Linked DNA regions of Ovis aries: region 1 is linked to region 2. Evidence: chromatin contacts called from public Hi-C data. All regions are on one chromosome and are shown on one strand. The core of a region is the stretch at or near the end of the contact, and the rest is flanking DNA. Distances in the headings are between cores, read along the strand shown.

Evidence for each region. A called contact is a pair of places that touch in the nucleus more often than the background predicts.
Region 1: a contact with region 2 is called in a Hi-C map of hypothalamus, with 5 times the contacts expected there. The contact joins the enhancer-like site here to the promoter of TRPC7 in region 2. A contact is called at or near these places in 2 of 16 Hi-C or Micro-C datasets (hypothalamus and tail adipose tissue).

Annotation. Positions count from the first base shown.
Region 1 is chr5:45,811,442-45,814,141 of ARS-UI_Ramb_v3.0, reverse strand. No RefSeq gene overlaps it. Among named protein-coding and RNA genes, the nearest start is that of TRPC7, 380 kb to the right of the region's middle. Within about 2 kb of position 1,396, at least 10 of the 54 cell types and tissues checked have an H3K27ac peak or open chromatin away from gene starts, as enhancers often do. A contact at or near this core is called in hypothalamus, where this site is marked.
Region 2 is chr5:45,427,563-45,430,262 of ARS-UI_Ramb_v3.0, reverse strand. It overlaps TRPC7 (transient receptor potential cation channel subfamily C member 7), which reads left to right and starts at 1,392. Exons shown (of 12, transcript XM_042250549.2): 1 at 1,392-1,717. The coding sequence starts at 1,716.

The DNA.
Region 1 (2,700 bases), core at 147-2,646, 380 kb before region 2:
TAGAAACATTTCACTTATTAGATCTGCAGTTTATTATGTTAATAAAAAGACACACTCAGGAATAGCCACGTGGAAGCCATGCGGAGAGGAATGTATGGGGCAAGGGTGAGGAGCTTCTATGCCCTCTCTGAGGCACCTCTCTCCCTGAAGCCCCACATGTTCCCCAGCCTGGAAGGAGGTTTCACTACTTAGCCATGATTGATTAAATCACTGACCATTGGTGATTAATTCAACCCCCAGCCCCTCGTCTCATCCTGGAAGTCAGAGGTATGAAGAGCGGGGAGGGGGAAGGAGACTGAAAAGTTTCAAACCTTGGATCTGATCGGTTCTCAGGAAACCATCCCCAACCTCATCCACCTAACAAAAGGTTACCACTCTCATCAGTTAAGAAATTCCAAGGATTTTAGGAGCTCAGAGCCAGGAATAGGACAGAGACTAAATGTGTACCTCTCACTGTAAATAACCCTTTCACACTTTTCTGAGGGTATGCTGCCTTATTTGGCTTCAGTGTCCCTTTGTGGGTATACCTTCACCTCCTGGGGAGATTTTATTCTTTTCAGAGCAAGCACTGCCTCTCTTGTGGCACTAGGGAAAGGGTTAGGCATACAGGAAGGCAGTGTCTAACGTTTAAGGGAGTTACCGGAAGGCGCTGCAGTCAGGGTGCAGTGACCCTAGGTGGACACAGGGGGGCAGTGGAGGACAAGACTGTGACGATCGTGCTGCGGCCTCTGGACGAGTATTCAGGTTTCCCTCCCAGCACGGTCAGCAGGCTGACCCAGGGAGAAGCTTTCCAGTGACATTCAGAGGGCTAAAAACCCAGGGAAGGAAATGACCCAGAGCCGGGTCCTTCCAATTTTCTCACACTTGTAGGCATGCCCCCTATAACCCTGGAAGTGCCTGAGGCGGTCACTGGGATGTCCAAAAATATGGTAGGGGGGCATTTTTCCTTCCATTTGACATGTTCCCTTTGTACCAGACAGTGTTGATGCAGTGGGGGCCTGTCCTTCAGGGAAGACAGCTTAACCCTGGCACAGACCCCAGACAGTCATGGGGAGGAGAAACGCCACCAAGGCCCCAGGAAGCCAAGAAAAATGCCCCAGAATAGAGGAATCCATGGGCTCAGCCAAGCTTAGTTCTGAACGCTGCTGCTGATCACAGCCAGCACCAACAGTTGCCAGGAAACCTGCCAGCGTGGCTCTGTCCCTGCTGGTGTCCACTGCACAGCGGTCCTGTCCCATCACTGGCCCTGCTCTCTGCTCTGAGCCGACACAACCGGCCTCCCTCTGCTGGTGATGTGGGAAAGCTGCTCCCCCCAGCCAACCCACAGCCTCCCTTCTGGGCTGGGGACTGGAGAGGAGGGGACAGGAAGGCCTCAGGAGTGGGTGGGGATTAAAGCACAGAGTGTTTCAGTGTTTTTTAGCTCCTCTGATTCCTTGAGGCCTCGACCTTGGCAGCAGGGCTATTCTGCAACTGTGTTAAGGCAAGGGTTTATGAGGACAGGATGTGTCAACAGAGTCTGATTGCAGTTGCAGGGTTCCAGCAGGCATGCATAGGGCTAGAATACACAACAGGCAGGCAACTGATGGCTGAATTCAGTGGGGTTTCTTTCCCCTGGTGTCTACCAGGGCGTCCTGGGGAACTACCGACTGCATGACAGCTGCAATTAATTCTGATGTATGGTCCCTGCATGTCCCTCTGCCACCCGGAGAAGGAACTTTCGGAGTAGCTCTGTGGCAAGTGATGGTGATCTGTTCTTGGTGCTCCCTGCTTTGGCCCTTGCAGAGCACTGCTCATCCTCCCTGCTGGCTGCAGAGGAGAAAAGGCCTGCTGGCCTACCCTGTCGGCCGCTGCCTCCCTCCCCCTGGGCCTGGCCCACCTGCCCTGGGTCTGAACATCCACACCACCCTTCCTGCCTGCACCTCCCAGCTCTCCACCTGCTCCAGCTCTCTTCTCAAGGCAGCCTTGCCCAGGAACTCCAGCCAGACCCCGTATCTGCTCCTTTGCCACTCCTGTTCTTTAGCCTCATCGGCACTGATTCTCTCTTACCTGGGACTAATATTCAGTGATATCTCCTCCTCTCTTGGGCTGTGAGCCCCTGGAAGACAGGGTGGTGTTTCCTGTTCTCTGTTCAATTGATTTAACACACATTTATTGAGCAACCACGAGGCCAGGCACTGAGATAAGGGCTAGGGAGCAAGAGAGATATGGTCCTGACCCTCCTGGAATGAACAGACCAGCAGATAAAGGAACAGAAATGTTATACACAGAGAGAAACTCTTTTCTCCCCACCCTGCCCCTCAAAAAAACCACTGATGTGATTGGGCGGGGATGGAAGCTACTTTCAACACATAGGCAAGAAATGACAGCCGTGTCGAGATCTGAAAGAAGGCGCCTAAAGGTCAGAGCCCTTTTTAGCAGACAGCTGCTCCCCACAGACCGCACAGAGTCAGGGAGCAGCTGGACAAGGAAGTGGCAAGTGCAAAGGCCTTGGGTAAAACAAGCTTGATTTTCTAGAAACTGACAGCTAGCCAGTGTGAGAGTGCAGTGAATTCATGGGGAGTGGTAAGCGATGAAATGCTGAGTTTGTCATGCCGGAGAGGAACTCCTGATTTCCATACAAAACCTGCCTCTCCCGTTGTCTTCCCCATCTCATTAAAAAGAAGAGCTATCCTTCCACTGTACGGGTCCCAAGCTTTCCTT
Region 2 (2,700 bases), core at 143-2,642:
TTCACATATTTTTTTCCTATACTTCAGTGTAATACTAAATAGCTCTTAATTCATTAACACTTTATTCAAAATGAATTAAATGTATTTGTTGCTGATTTTAATTAAAGATAAAATTCCCTTGTCCTTCAAGACCATAAAATTTTTAAATAGAAAGTCTTAATGTTGAGGAAATTTCTTTTTAAAATAGCATTTCATTCAATAAACCACAATCACAATCAGTAACAAGGAAGAGTTTGTGAAGAGGCTTGTAGGAATCAAATTAGTTTCTTGTCAAGCTTTTTAGAGTTTTAACTAGATCATTACTTTAACTTCTCTGGAACAAGGAGGGAGGAAGAACATTCAAACATCTCTTAAATGCACACATTTGGAAAAAAGCAATTGTTACCCACTTTCGCCCACCATTTACATATGAGAAGACTGAGATTCAATGAGGTTAAGTATTATGCTGAAGGTCACACAGTTAATAAGTGAATCAAAATTCCAGGGTTTTTTCCCACATACCATGTTATATGCAGAGAAAACGCTAGTAGCACATTAATGAACCAATGTAACCGATTTGCATATAAACCTAGAATGACATTGTGTAAAATATATTAAAGCCAACTCTTTAATCCTAAGTATTTAGACTGTTAGTTGTCAACCATGAGTTGGTTTCAAAGAATAAGTACTCTGATTTATTGTTCAGTGACCCAGGTAGATCCTGGGACTAATCCTGGTATTTCTCTTACACAGGTAATATTTCAATTAAGGGGGTTTCTCTCCAATGAGGCCATCAAAATACCTTAGTGTTTAAGAATCATAGATGATTTGTTAACACAGCAACTGGTGATAGTGGGGACTGTGGGGAAATGGGTTTTACATTAGGAATTTCCCTTCAAAAATTGGAAAGCTACAAATGAAAGCTAACCCTTTTTAAGCATTTTTACTAGCATCAGACTTGATCTACGTCACTGACCTCTTTCTGAGGCTAGACAATGCTAAAAGGTCATGAAACAAAAGGTTAAAGTTAGAAAATGCATTGCTCACAGAAGACAAAGTGGAGTGTGACCTTAAAGCTTATTAAAGTAAACTAATTCTGTTATTCTTAAGGTTCCTCTAGTATTAGTTTTCTTTTCAACTCCTTCCCTCTGTAAACACATATAGACACAACAGGTAGAAAACCAGTTCATCCCTCATTTTTCATTTAACAGATGAGTATTCTACTTTAGGAGCCAGAATCTGCTACCTTATATAATTGAGAGGGGTGTGTGTGTGTGTGTGTGTGTGTGTGTGTGTGTTTTATGCACCGCTCTGGAGCTTGAGTGGGGGCACGCAGAAATCCTAAGGAGCTGTGATAGGAAGGCAGAGTTGCTATCTCCCTTTCAAAGCTACTGGGAGAGGGGGTGGGGACTGTAACAACCCATCACCACACCGCATGCCTGTCTCACACACAGATCCTTCTCCGTCATGTTCCGTGGGAAATTTCCCCCAGACTAGGAAAAGAACAGTAAAGCGGGGCTGCCACCACGGAAGGCGAGTTTTCACTATTGCAACACAAAGGACAGTGGAGTGCGCTTTCATATCCTCACAACTTCACTCACTCGACCAGCTTCATACTTCAGCACCACGGAGAGTGGCATCTATTCGGCTACCACCCATGGGGAGCCAGATTCCCGCGACTCAACACCGGATTCCGGTCATCTAGAGAAGGGACAAGCCTGCGTATTTCACCCTCAATGTAAGCAGCTATGACGATTCTTTCATAATGATTTTCCCAGTAGAGGCTGTTTTCTCGCTGAAATATGGAATTAAACTTTTATTTATTAGCCTTCTCCCTCTTGTGCATTGCTTGTGGTTTTAGATGTAAATCTGGATTTACAGTCTTTATTATTTGCTAGGTTAGTAGAGCTGCTGTTGTTTTTTTTTTCTTTTACTTTTCATTGAAAGTCTAAGTTTACAAAGCCTTTTAGAAATAGGCAACTCATCCTGATATCCCGGTCCTTTTATGCTAGAGTGCAGTTTTATTCCCAGAAGAGAGTATGTGTATTGTCTCATTGTCTCCTACTTCACTACTGACAGTTTTTTAATTTGATATTTTTTGGTGGTTGTAGTTATCATAATATAAATACAGGGGTAAGAGGAGAAAGAAGATACATTCTAATAAGCTGCCACTATTAAAGAACTACAGGTGGGAAGAAGGAGATTAGTATTTTTCTTTCCTTTTTTTGTTGAAAATGTGTGCTTAGACATCCATTTAAATATAACGAATATGCTTTTAATAAAAGAGATGTAATCTGGCAGAGCTTTGACACAAGCTTTGAAACTCTGGAACACAGCATCTCCCTCTTTAAGTCTGAAGTCGCATAATAAATTCACTTAAGTATGATTGAGTAGACATAACCAGGATGCTACTGCCATCAGTTGTGATTTAAAGGCTTAATGGATTTAGGGTAGATTTGAAAGAGGCAATAATGATTGACCCTGGCTGGTGGCACTCAGTGAATTTTTGCTTCAGAATGCCACCTGCTGGTGGGTCCTATCTCTGAAGCACACATCAGATTTATGAATGAATTCACATTAAATCCAGAATATTCACTATGGACATGATTCAAACTCTCTATGATCTTTTAAACAATGACATTGATTCAATTATTTAACAGTTTACCAAGGTTCTATGTCATGATTAGAAGTTTAAAAAAATTTATTTCTAAATACTATTGC